Linked DNA regions of Mus musculus: all the other regions are linked to region 2. The links are chromatin contacts, called in public HiChIP or PLAC-seq maps. All regions are on one chromosome and are shown on one strand. Each heading gives the region's core, a stretch centred on a gene start, on an enhancer-like site or on the middle of the called end of the contact. The rest is flanking DNA. Distances are from core to core; before and after follow the strand shown. Region 1 overlaps Fhl2 (four and a half LIM domains 2). Region 2 holds the start of Nck2 (non-catalytic region of tyrosine kinase adaptor protein 2). Region 3 overlaps Uxs1 (UDP-glucuronate decarboxylase 1).

What was found. HiChIP or PLAC-seq counts read pairs in DNA pulled down with a chosen protein or histone mark.
Region 1: a FOXA1 HiChIP or PLAC-seq map of pancreatic cancer cells shows a contact between it and region 2. The contact joins the enhancer-like site here to the promoter of Nck2 in region 2. A contact is called at or near these places in 6 of 39 promoter capture datasets (the 3T3-L1 cell line, the HPC-7 cell line, cranial neural crest and 2 more), 1 of 15 datasets of contacts at CTCF or cohesin (large pre-B cells), 26 of 484 Hi-C or Micro-C datasets (the AML12 cell line, B cells, the C2C12 cell line and 19 more), 14 of 115 datasets of contacts at active chromatin or transcription factors (the SCID.adh cell line, T-cell acute lymphoblastic leukemia, bone marrow-derived dendritic cells and 10 more) and 3 of 9 other capture datasets (adipose tissue, embryonic stem cells and liver).
Region 3: a FOXA1 HiChIP or PLAC-seq map of pancreatic cancer cells shows a contact between it and region 2. The contact joins the enhancer-like site here to the promoter of Nck2 in region 2. A contact is called at or near these places in 3 of 39 promoter capture datasets (the C10 cell line, cranial neural crest and pre-B cells), 6 of 115 datasets of contacts at active chromatin or transcription factors (double positive thymocytes, embryonic forebrain, embryonic stem cells and 3 more) and 1 of 9 other capture datasets (liver).

The regions. Positions count from the first base shown.
Region 1 is chr1:43,140,531-43,144,962 of GRCm38.p6, reverse strand. It overlaps Fhl2 (four and a half LIM domains 2), which reads left to right. Exons shown (of 6, transcript NM_010212.4): 3 at 3,091-3,265. Among named protein-coding and RNA genes, the nearest start is that of Fhl2, 21 kb to the left of the region's middle. Within about 2 kb of position 1,477, at least 49 of the 459 cell types and tissues checked have an H3K27ac peak or open chromatin away from gene starts, as enhancers often do. A contact at or near this core is called in the C2C12 cell line, the SCID.adh cell line, Th1 cells and 4 more, where this site is marked.
Region 2 is chr1:43,444,495-43,448,886 of GRCm38.p6, reverse strand. Nck2 (non-catalytic region of tyrosine kinase adaptor protein 2) reads right to left here and starts at 3,136. Exons shown (of 5, transcript NM_010879.3): 1 at 2,860-3,136.
Region 3 is chr1:43,766,146-43,770,520 of GRCm38.p6, reverse strand. All of the region lies in intron 9 of Uxs1 (UDP-glucuronate decarboxylase 1), which reads left to right. Among named protein-coding and RNA genes, the nearest start is that of Ecrg4, 38 kb to the right of the region's middle. Within about 2 kb of position 1,665, at least 67 of the 459 cell types and tissues checked have an H3K27ac peak or open chromatin away from gene starts, as enhancers often do. A contact at or near this core is called in double positive thymocytes and pancreatic cancer cells, where this site is marked.

The DNA of each region.
Region 1 (4,432 bases), core at 228-2,727, 300 kb after region 2:
AAAGAAAAAAAAAATTCTGATTTTTTATTACCATCTCCGTGTGGAAATTTAGTGCCGGTGAGTGACACTTTGAGGTCACTGCTTTCGTGGTTGACTGTGAGCTGGCACTCACTAGACGGTTTCTACGTAGCAGAAGCTGCCACAAGCGCTTTGTGTGTTTACTGTTTCTGTCACAGCCGAGAGCGGGCACCTGCCCTCTGTATTCTCAGTGAGAAGCCTGGGGTTGAGGGGCTTGCTTCTTGCCCTAGCTATGCAGCTGGTAGGTGGAGGATCAAGGGTATAATTGGTCTGGCTCTTGGGCCCCTGAGCTTAATTGTTGAGTCTCCTGCTTCTGTGACCTCAGGGGTACCCAGCCCCCAATAGCATTAGTCATGTAAGGCATATGACACACAGGAGACCTTCCTACTGCCTGCACATCACACATACTCCGATGTTGAGCCAGAAAGTCCATCACCAACTCTAGCTGGAACAGGGGAATCCCCTGAAACAGGGATTCCCCCCACCCCACCCTTTACACCCCACCTCCAGGACCTGCCAGCAATGGTGGTACAACGCTGTTTAGTGGTATTTTCCTTTTTGGTCTACCACTGACTTCAGGCATATAATCAGAGGCTGACATTTACCTACAGAGAAAACATTTTGTGAGGGTCCATGATTTGCTGAAGTATGATACCCCAGACTCAAATAGTATGTAAATGCAAAGAATGCTTTATTCTGCAGAAGTCCAGCATGCTGGGGTCTCTCATTACCAAGATAGGGAAACAAACAAGTGTGTTCAAAGACCCGATTAGGGCATTCTGGGGAAGGTGACCCTTATCTTACTCCATCTCTAGGGACATTGCATTACCAGGGCATGGGGGCTGGAAACTCTTGCTGAGGACATTGCTGAGGAAGTCTGGAAACTGTTGTTAACCCATCGTCCTTGCCTTAGACTAGGTGTTGGGGCAGCTTCTGAGGCCTGGACTTGCCTGGACTTGCCCATTTCTTGGAAACAAATATGTATGACTAGTCTCCTTTACTGCTAGTTTGAAGCCTGTCATAGAATCAGCCTAGTGTTCTCAATTTCTGTCAGAAAGGTTTAAGAATGATCAATATGTACTATGTTATCTATGTTGAGTGTGTGCATGCACAAGAGAGACAGGTGAGTTCGGAAGGCCTCAGGAAACGTGCACTGAGAGCCACGTTCACGAGAGGACAGCAGGGATGGCTCTGTCTGACTCTTCATAGACTTTCTGTGATCTCTGCATGCCTGACTTGGCTCTCTGAGTGGGATGGGCCATGTCCATCTAGAGGACATGACAGTGTTCATATTTAAGGTCAAACTTTCAAGTGTCAAATGACTGTCAGCTAGGCAGTCTTTAACCACAGCTGTGTTTTTGTTGTAGAAATGTTCTGAGTTTCCGTAAAACCTTAGACCAATTAGAGCATTCAGCTGGTTTCTCTGCAAATGTCTCATAACACCAATGCAAAGGACTCTGTCCTTCTCGATAGTCTGTGTGGGACTGGTGACATCTGGTGGCACACTCTCTGCCTCCAGCCTACAGTTCTGAGATGTGAGAGCTGAGCTCTTCTCATCGCCATGCATTTGCTCTACCATCATGGCTTCTAATCCCCCAAAACTTTAAGCCCAATTAAATACTTTATGTTATCTTGATTGTGGTGTTCTGTCACAGCGAAAAGTAACAAAATTGTGCAGCTTTTCTCCTTGCTAGCTAAAAGTGACCCCTTGGTGTGTGCAGTGCCCACTCCCTGAGCAGAGTTGCTGCCAGGTGACAGTAGGCCACCTTACAAGAAAGGCTTCTGACTTCTCTCTTTCACTTCTGTCCAATGGTGGGTGGCCGTGGAAAGCAATCTGTAGCCTTTCCACCGAAAACCCTCATTAGTGGGATGACGTATTACAGCGGAAGGCCAGCTAACTTCTGAAAAAGCTGGCCCTTTTCAACGCCCATCTGGTATGGTTCAGTGAGTGGAAACCATACCACAGCCTGACTTGGGTACATGCCAGCTGTGTGACTGTGGAGAAGCTTAGAAGTGTCTCTGAGCTTCAGTACTAACTATATTTCAGGGCTATGCAGTATCGTGAGCTTACAACATGGTCCTAATTACCATCATTCACCGTGCAAATATCTGCCGTTTATTTTCTGTTTGTTTTATTTTGTCTGCTACTTGGGCCCCATAAGGGGTTTAAGTTTAAAAATGGGGAATATGTATGGAAAGAGTCCAGGTTATACCTAATCCCAAATGATACCAATATATGTATATGACATATCATATAATGATAATGTACACATTGCATGAGCTTAGCAGTTTGTAGTGACTTAACACACCGACAGGTGGTCTCAAATTAAAGCAGATTATATTGCATTTCACTTATCAAAATATACAACGAAGTACATATGATCTCCCCACCAAATTTTTTTTTCTTCTAAAATTACTTTCAGTATTTAACCTTCAAAAGACAGGTTTAGGTTTCTGCTCTCTCACTGCCTACTCTCATCATACTTAGACTTACGGGAGTCCAGCATGTGTGTCAGCCATGTCTCTGATCCATCTCTTCAAAGGACCAACCCACTGACATGGAGAGAACTGGGTTCAGAGGAACGTGAACCTCTCAGAAACAAGGCCTCCTAGTTCAGTGTCTAAGTTAGGGTTTCTCATGCTGTGAGAAAACAGCAAGACCAAAAGAGACATCCAAAGGAGAGGCTTGTTTCAGCTTACAACTCTCAGCCCACACTCCATCACTAAAGGAGGTCAGAGCAGGAACAGGGAGGCAGTAACAGATACAGAGGCAGAGGAGAAGAGCTGATTGCTGGCTTGTCACTTCCGCGTGGCTTGCTTAGCCTGCTTTTTAAATAGCACACAGGACCACCAGCCCATAGTAAGTTGGTCTCTCCCATATCAATCACCAATCAAGAAAATACAGCACAGGCTTGTCCACAGGCAAATCTGCCGTCCTTCCTCGCCCTCCCCCTCCCTCTCTTACCCACCCACTCCAGCAATGTAGTGCACCAAGGCCCCTGTGCTCTGAGTCAGACAGTAGTGTCACCTCTCCTGTCCCGCCTCTGACGATTTGTGTGTCTGCCTCTCTAGGACTTGTCCTACAAGGATCGGCACTGGCATGAAGGCTGCTTCCATTGCTCCCGGTGTGGAAGCTCGCTGGTGGACAAGCCCTTTGCTGCCAAGGAGGAACAGCTGCTGTGCACCGACTGCTATTCCAATGAATACTCGTCCAAGTGCCAGGAATGCAAGAAAACCATCATGCCAGGTCAGAACGCATGCCTTTATCATTCGCATGTGGCACTGAGCCAGGTCAGCGATGGACTGTGGGGTGGGACTCTCAGTTGTCCAGAGACAGACACTGGTGTTGATACTTCAGTGCTGGGCCCTGAACACAGGATATGTTAATCGATCTCAGATGCAGGGGTGTGACTGGGAGAGGATGTCGCACGCCTTTGATCCCAGCACTTGGTAGGCAGAAGCAGGCAGAGTTTGGTCTACAGAGCAAGTTCCAGGACATCCAAGGCCTGTCTCAACCCCTACCCCTCAAAAGGTGGGGGGTGGGAGAGGAGTGAGGTGTATCATTAAGAGAAGTGGAATTCCTGTTCGGTCAGCCTTTGATATCTCAGGAATTGGGTTCAGCTACCAACACCCACAGGTTCTCAAGCACCCTATGCAGAATGCCTCCTTCTTATATAAAACATTTCCACAAATATTTAAAATAATCTGCAAGTGGTGTATGAACACTGTTATGCTGTGTGGTGTAATGACAGACGTCTGTATACGTTCTCTAGTGGATATAATTATTTTCTTTGGGGACTCTTGATCTGCGGTTGGTTGGCCAAAGATATACAGCAGCTTGTGGCTAGAGAGAACTAGCCAGAAAAGGAATGCCAGCAATTCCCTGGAAATGCGTCTCTTCCCCTGCCTCGCTCGCTTCTCCCAGTACACGTGCTTTCTTGATCTGCTCTGCTTGCTGAATTTACACTCGGTTATTTCAACAACTATGATTTGTGCTCTGGTGTGCCAGGATGGGCCAGGAGTTGCATGTTGCTTAGCTTCACCCTCTGCCTGACCTCATGACGTTATGTCCTAGATAGACAGACATCAAAAAAGGACAGAACCACAACTGGGTTAAGAACTATACGCAATGATACTATGTCTCTTTTTTTACCTGAAGAAGATGAGTCCCCCCCTGTCTCTCTCTGTCTCTCTCTCTCTGTGTCTCTCTGTCTGTCTATGTCTCTCTCTGTTTCTCTGTCTCTCCCTGTCTCTCCTCTCATCTTGACTTTATATAGGACAAAGGAATCTCTTATTTGTAAAAAGTGAGTGATATCGGGGCGTGGTAGTGCATGCCTTTAATCCCAGCACTTGAGAGGCAGAGTTTGAGGCCAGCCTGGTCTACAGAGTGAGTTCCAGGACAGCCAGAACTATA
Region 2 (4,392 bases), core at 1,887-4,386:
AGGACTGAGAATTTCAGGTGGAAGTGAACTCCAGGGGAAAGAAAGGGCGGGAAGTGGGGTGGGAACTGGGGTGCCGAGGACATGATTCTCTTACCATCATGTTCTCTGTGCTTTGTGCAAAGTGAATTGCTGAAAATTAAAAGTCTTTTTAAAAATTACACTACTCTGATTGCCTAAAGAAATGCATTGCGGGGCGTGGTGTTGCACGGCTTTAATCCCAGCACTCGGGAGGCAGAGGCAGGCGGATTTCTGAGTTCGAGGCCAGCCTGGTCTACAAAGTGAGTTCCAGGACAGCCAGGGCTACACAGAGAAACCCTGTCTCGAAAAAACAAACAAACAAACAAACAAACAAAAAAAAAACAAAAAACACCATGGCTGCATACCTCTGATAGCTTGTTTTAAAAGGCTGCCTAACTTACACAGAACAGCACACAAATGGCATCATTGTTTTTTCACATATGTCCTTTGAAAACACCTTGAGAAATGTTTCTATCACTCATTTTTTTAGGAAAGAGAAACAATTCCAAAGCAACATTTGAAGTCCCTCTGGATGGGAAAATGAATTTCCTAAGTCTCTATGGGAAGCTTCCCGGTCCTTTTGTAAGAAATGTTAGCTTACAAGTTTCCCCAACCACTGTTCCCTACACTGCTCTGCACTTGCAACAAGCAGTCTTGAATTCTTCAGTCATTAAGGCTCATTATGAACATCAGAAAATCATTTCCACGAGCCTCATCAGCCCCAGTGCACACTGCAAGCCAGTCAGTTAGAAGCATGTGTGCCCTACAAAGCAACCAAGCCCAGTCTTGCCAGGGCAAATTAAGCTAATGCAAATGATCAAATAAAGGACTACAGGTCACTATGCAATCAGTGACTATCGGGCTGTTTTCAAGGGGTCATTCGGTCTGCTCCAACAAGGAAAGCTCTGGAGAGATTTAGCAAGGATGAGAGCACATTTCTCAAACACCTGGGTGCTGCTGTTTGTCAGCAATGTTCAGTACCCCAATGTTCAAGACAGAGGTCAGGAATAAGCCCGGATCAAAGAGAAAGGGAGGAAGAAGACTGAAGCAAGGACCCATGGGGAAAGCAAAACTGAAAGCCTGGAAATGGACTGAAGAGCCTACAAGGAGTTGGAAACCACCTTTTATAAGTTCGACCCATTTTAAAGGGGGTCAGTCGTCTCTCCATCGGTGGGCAAATCGCCTATCAAGTGTCCAGAGCTCACATAGCAACTTCCAACCCTGAAACTGGGGCTCTGTTCAAGCACGTGTAAGAAACTGAGAGCAAGACAGGCAGTAAGCTGTAAGTCAAAGCTTTACAGCTGCACAAAGTTCTCATTTCAGCTTCAGGTCACTGGGACCTTTACGTTCTTCAATCAAAACTACGCTAACCTACCAGGAGGTGAGAAAGTTTAAGGGAGGATTGTCACTTGTGGTCACTTAGGAAAGACCCGAAGGTGTAAAACCTTATCTGTCTAAAGTGCACTTTCTCCATTGTGTTCACTGGCTGCCTTCGCTACATAAACCAGGCACATGCACGAGAAAGTCCGGTTTCTACCTCTGTATCTATAAACACTTGGAAAGTGAATGGAGGGAGTGCCCACAGCACAGTTGAGATGTTCTGATAAAGTAGTGACCTTTAGACTAGAAAAACCACAGTTGCTAACTATACCAAAAAAAAAAAAAAAAAAAAAAACCCAGGCTGGAAACACACCCAAAATTATTCTCATTCCTCCTCAAAATCTCTGCAGAAAAGCCTGTATTGGGAGAGGAGCAGAGAAGTCTCCAGGGGAGGATACCAGCAAGCCACGCCCACTGGCCAACGGGCTGTTTCTTTTTGGGTCAACCAAGGAGCAGGCCTGTGCACCTCCAGCCCAAACTCGGACCTGTTCATCCCACACACAGACGCAAACTTGGCAAGACTGGCCTTAAACCTGTTAGCAAAATAAGGAGAGCCAAATAAGGAGGAAGCGGCCAACCTGAATGGGTTAGGGTGGCAGGGCCCACTCCACTTGGCACCCAGCTGTGTCCCCAAGCTGTTCACAATACTACTGTAAGTCACCTCTGCTATCCATTAACCACCACCCGCGCACACCTTCCGGGAGGATCGCTGTTGTGTATAAATAACAGCGTTTTGCAAATCAAACCTCTCCACACAATGCCAAGCTAACAGCGCTCAAAAGGGAGGTGCCACCGGGGCATTAAAAGTCACACATCAAATTCTTGCAGAACCACTTGCTTAAATCGCCCTGAATAAATAAACTGAGGGGGCAGAGCAACCGGGAAAAACTTTGGTTGAGGAGGTTTAAGTCTTGGAAATGCGGGACCGGGCGCAGGGACTGGAAGGAACCAGGCACAAAAGCGCCCTGCGCCGAGGCAAGGACCTCCTTTATGGAACGTGACAGCAGCTTTGTGCCGGATCACGAATAGTTCTAAATACTGGAAGTTCTCCCCGGCCATCGCAGCCTCCCGCTTCCTAGCGCTGTGGCCCTCAGATCCCAGGCTATTCTTCCCAGGCACGCGCGCCCGGCGACCTGGCCACTGTTCGGTCCCACGCCCGCCCACAGGCCAGGGCTGCTAGTGTTCCCGAGGGCTTTGGGTCCTTGGTCCCCGGAGTCCGCCCGCGGAGGGCGCCCCACCCCCACGCCAGCCCCAGGCAGAGGGAGGCGAGGGCTCGCAGGAAGGTGTGTGTATCCGAGGTGCGGGTGCCCGGGGACGCCAGGCCGCGGCGGGGCTGAGGGCACCGGCCGGGTACGCAGGGGTACGCGCTCCCTGGCCCTCCCCGGGCGGCCGCGGCCCGCTCGCCCCTCTCTTCCAACTCCACGGACCGGCCCAAGTTTGCAGCCCCCGCCATCGCCTTACCTCGCCGCACAGTGCACGCCGAGGCCGGAGGGCAGCAGCGCGAGTCCCGGGGCGGCGGCCGCGCTGCGCCCGCCCAGATGCCGCTCTTTGTCTGCACCGCTCCCTCCTCCCGCCACCAAGCGGACGCAATTGGACCCGGCGGACCCCGCCGGCCCGGGAGCCCCGAGCCTGCCTGCCGCCGAGCCCTCCTCACCACCACCGTCGCCGCCGCCGCCCGCTCGGCCGCGCGCACCGGCCTGCGATCCGCGGCGGCGACCCTCCCGCGCAGCGCCCGCCTCCGCGCGCTCCCCGCCCGCGCTCCTCCCTGGCTGCCGTGACGCCGCCCAGGGGCCGGCCCAGCCCGGCGCACGCGGGGCGGGGGACCCACCTGGGAGTCCCAGCCAGGCCTCGGGAAAGCGCCGCCTGGGGGCTTCAAGCCGTAACCCGCTCTAGATTGGAGCTGGGGGCACCCGGGAGGGGCTGCTAGGGATAAGGAGGTGCCACTTGCAGCCCACGAGACCGGGTGGTCTCCGCACCCGGCTGTGCGTCGGGAGCCTTACAGCGACCTCCCTACCCCGCCCCCCAAGCATTCCCACGGCACTCTCAGCCAAACAGGCCTGGTGTCTGTCAGAAAAGTGACTTACATAAAAATGTCACTTCCTCCCAGTAATTGCTTGTGGGCATTTTCTTTATTTATTTGCCTTGCATTTATTTACTTTCCCATCCAGACACTTTTTTACTCCATCCCCCCCACCCCCAACCTCCAGGCGGGACCACTTCCTAGTGGGGGAGGAGAGGAAACCCGACCTCAGCTGCCTCCGCAGCGTCCTGGCCAGTTTATTAGAGCCCAGGAATTCTTTAGTACAGGAGGCTGAGAAAGCTTTAGAAGGAAACCTTGCTCTCCCAGACTTGAGTAGTAGCTAACCTATAAGCAAACTTGGAAAGCTAGAACCCTGGATCGAAGAGAAGGACTGGATCCAGAGGTTTCTTCTCCAAGCTCCTTCGCTCCTTATACCCCAAAGGAACCCCTGATATTCAAATAAATTCCGCTTTCAGGTCGGACGACTCACATTTATGTTAATGAGATTCAACCCTAGCCCTTGTTTCCTCCTTATTAAGGCAGAAACAATTCACCCTACGTAACAAAAAAAGAAAAAGAAAGAAAGAAAAGTTGCCTGCCTTCTTATAGGAAGTTCCCAGGCATAAGTAACGTGAGGAAGCTTGGCTATAGTCCTCGCAGCCATTGACCGTAGGCTCCTGAACTGTGTCACCTTACACAGGTGTTTCACAACTTCCTCGGCTTTATCACATGAGATGTTTACCTGCCTTCTATGTTAAGTACCTGGCACGTAGCCTGACACGAGGGCACTAGGAGGCATCCTGTACAAAATCAGCACACCCAACAGTCTCTTCCAGTCGGAGATGCTAGCTTCATCCGTTCTTTGTTACAGACCTCATCTTTGTTACTATCTAGCTTTACAACAATGAAGGCAGAACTCTAACCAATAGTTTAGCCCTACTTAAAATTAGTTTATGCTAAATAAGTAAGACGAT
Region 3 (4,375 bases), core at 416-2,915, 320 kb before region 2:
GCTACAGTTCCCTTTTTATGATGGGCCTGGAGCACTTAGCTTCCTTAGCTTTTTAATGCAAAATAACTTATGTGGGTATCAGGCTCTAGACCTCTCTGCTCTGTTTCTCTGCCAGAGGTAGACATGAATTCTTACAGATGTAGCATAAGTCATGGTGTGAGCTTCCAGCTTTCTGTCCCTATTCTCCGGGTTGTAAATAGTGGGCCCCCACACAGGGGTATGTTGCTGTCACTCTAGCTCTACCTCCTAATCCATTGGGCACTTACTCTGAGCGTGTAAGGTAACCCCTGTAGAGAAGGGAACCCATAGCCTGATTACCAAGCCCCCTGCCCTGCTGGGCACCATGGTGTCCTGCCTGTCAGGATATGCTGCTGGCTAGAGGTGACATAGTACATGGGGTTACCTTGCATGCTTAGGGTAAGTACCCAAAGGCTCGGGAGCTGGGGCTAGAGTGACAGCAGCATGCCTCAGCTTTGCTGAGGCTGGGTTTCCTTAGTCTTCCCTCCTTCCACCTAGCATGCTTGAGGTAAGGAGAGTGGGCTCCAAACTTGCTCCCAGGTTCCTGGCTCCTAAGTGGAGCTTGAGATACCTATATACAACATGCTCTGCCCTGCTGTCTTGACAGGCTGCTGTGGATAAGTGTCGTAGTTAGGGTTTTGCTGCTGTGAAGAGACACCATAACTGAGGCACTCTTACTAGGACAACATTTAACTAGAGCTGGCTTACAGGTTCAGAGGTTCAGTCCATTATCACCCAGGCAGGAGCATGGCAGTGTCCAGGCAAGCATGGTGCAGGAGAAGCTGAGAGTTCTACATCTTCATCTGAAGGCTACTAGGAGAAGACTGGCTCCCATGTGTTTAGGAGGAGGGTCTCATTGCTCACCCCCACAGTGACACAGTTCTTCCAACAAGGCCACACCTCCTATTGTGCCACTCCCTGAACCAAGCCATAATCAAATCACTGCAATAAGGAAGTATCCAGTGAGGTGGCATAGCTCTGAAGCCGAGGGCATCAAGTCTAGCAGTAAGCACAGTTTTTGACAATGCCCAGAGCAGCAGCCCATGCATTGTTTACTCTAGGTATCAGTTGTTCCTTAGCCAGAGCTTAGTACCAAGTTGCTACATGGTAGCATCAATTTTGAGTTCTAAATATAAAGCCTTTTCAGGTAGTTTTAGAGAAAAGTATTTTAGTTGTTAGGATTTATGCTTTTAGAAAATCCTGAGTCATGTTTATATTAGCAGAGTATTGATTTGGTTATTTTAGTCACTACAGATTTTTACATACAAGAATGCATCCTTTTTGTTAATGATTATCTTTTTTCAGGGCTGTACATGGAGTGTAAATAAATAAATCTAATGTAAGGAATGAAAATGTAAACAAGATAAATAGAAGTCTGCATTGCCTTTTTATTAAATAAAATGTTGCCTTTTAACAATTCTCTTTCAAGATTCTCATAATTAGTGAAATACCCAGATATATTCAACATAAAGTTTTATTTCATTGCACATCTTTTAATGGGGATCGAAGGGCAAAACAGAGCACCCTTCATGAATAGTTTGGATCTGTCAGAGAGGAAGTAGGTTGGTGCTTCTGTGTGCCTGTGGGCACGGAGTCTTTGTAATGTGGGGGTTTGCCCTGGGGCTGTTAGTCAGGGCTTAGGGCACGTTTGTACTCCTAGCCTTCTGTGAGTATACCTCTGAAGTCATGGCCCACCCACTTTCTGAACTGAGTCTGCATAACAGGCTACCATTCATAAAACCGCAGACCAACAGAGCAGAAAGAGAACTTAGAAGTTACCTGGGGCAGTAGCCTTGAGGGCATATTTACTTTTTGGCATTAGCATACTTTAAAAAAGAAGAGTTGCTATGTATATGACACTAGAGGGCTTGATGTGTTTGCTGGCCCTGGCCTTGTTCCCAGGGTGTCTGCTGCCCACATCCTGCTACCCCACATAGGCATCTGCAGTGTGGTATTCCCTCCCTACTAGCTTTGCAGTGCTGTCAGCATATCCAGACACATAGCAACCGTAAGAAGTTTACTTATTAATGCAGTAGTCCCTGTTATTTTTGAGGGAGATACACTTCTACACCCCAGGGGATGTCTGACTGAAAAGTGCAGGAATCTATATATGTTATGCTTTTTCTGAACATGTATAACTATGTTAAAATTTAATTTATAAGTTAGGCATAGTAAAAGATTATTTGCAGTTACAAACAGACCAATTGTAGCAATATGCTGTGGTAAAACTCATAGGCACAGGCTGCCTCCTATCTCCCAATGCTACACTCACTTCTGGCTGACTGTGGGTAACTGAAACCATGGCTAGTGGATCCACTTCACTAAAGCAGATGTGCTGAAGAGGATTGTCAGGGAGCTGCAGCACAGCTGCCTCACCCAGCCTTATGTGGCTTTTCTGCCACCCTCCAGAATGAACGTGAGCATCCCTCAGCCTAGTGAATTGCACTCCTCAGTGCAAGACCTCGGTGTGTGAGAAGCATCAGAGAATGAGATGACTCAACCTCCTTTCCCCATTGATTCACACATTTTCAGGGTACAAGAAGACTTGGACATATGGCAGAGTAGGGCTACCATTTATGGGAGCACTGTATATAGTTTTCAGGTCAGTATAACTCAGGCTTCTCCTGCAGGACAGGCGATCTTTGTGTAATGGAGAGTGACACTTTTCTGCGTAGACCCGTTCCTCTGTCCTTTGAGGACTTCCTGTCATTGAGCAGTGATCAAAGCACAGCATCTATGACTTAATAGGACACTGTTCAAGGCATAGCTTATGTTTAAGAGCAGTCTTAATGGAGAGCCCATTTTACTCTCTACCTCAGGACTTGACCATTATAAAAGAAGCAATGGGATATCCGATGGCACCTTACCCTTGTGGGTGGTACACTAGTCCCAACCATTGTTCTCCCTCAAGCCTGTGATTAATCTTCCCCAGAGTGCTGTGGGATTCCACCATATCGTCCTGTCGTTCTGGTGGGGAACAGATACTGAGAAACATTGTACATGATCACTGTTGTTTAGATTGAAAATAATTTTTTAAACAATATATTCTGATCATAGTTTCTCCTCCTCCAAATCTTCCCAGCTCTTCCCTATTTATTCAGCTCGATGCCTTCTTTTTCTCATTAGAAAACATAACAAAACAAAACAGCCAGGTTTTTAAAAACGAAAAATAACAAAGTGAAAGCACAAGAAACACATATCCACACATGTACACACACATATCCACACACGTACACACACATATCCACACATACATATATACACACTCATACACACATGTACACACACAAATACATGCACACTACATACATACATACATACATACATACATACATACACACACACACACACAGAGAAAAAAACATCAACACAAAATTGAAAACCATAATGCACAAGCAAAAGACTAGTAAGCACCCCCCCAAATGCCTAGACAAAGCAATATGAAACAAAAGTCTACAAAAATTCCACCGAGTCATAAGTCTTAGAAAATTAAGTATAGGGCTGGCGAGATGGCTCAGTGGTTAAGAGCACTGACTGCTCTTCCAAAGGTCCTTAGTTCAAATGCCAGCAACCACATGGTGGCTCACAGCCATCTGTAATGAGATCTGATGCCCTCTTCTGGTGCATCTGAAGTCAGCTACAGTGTATTATTGTAAAAATTCAATTCCCAACAACTACTTGAAGGTTCACAACCATCTGTACAGCTACAGTGTACTCACATACATAAAATAAATAAATCTTTTTTAAAAAAAAGAAGAGAAGAGAAAATTAAGTATAACTGGAGACTGCTGGGTGAACCTGGAGTGTTCCCACTATGCCCATGAGCTTGTACTCTCTGCATGGGGGTTCATACCAATCTTTCTCCTCTGAACTTTTCATTGGTTTTATGCTGACCTGACTCAGAGATGCTGAGATGTTCTTGTTCTCAGTGCTCAGAGTCTTGGGTGAGTGACTCAAGGTTCCTGTGAAGGACAGAGCACACAGTGACATGAAGCTGTGGCTAAGAATGAGTCACTAGTTCTGTGAAGGTTGGCCTTTTGCATGCTGAGTCCCTGCACCACAGCATGATGGAAACTCTGCAGGGCTTGGCCATGCAGATTGATGTCACATGTTCTACAACATATGGATGCGCTTAGGTCCTTCAGAGATTGGCTCTGCTTTCAATACGATACTGCCCTAGTGGGCACTTTCCTAATTTTCATCCTGTCCCTTTTTTCCAAGCTTGGTATGGAAACTCGCCCAGCTGCCACCATAAGTAGCTTGTTGGTGCCTCTCGTCTACACCTTTTCTATCCCACTGTGAGGGTTGAGGATGCATGCCATGAGCTGTACACGATAAACCAGCGTTGCCTTTGTGT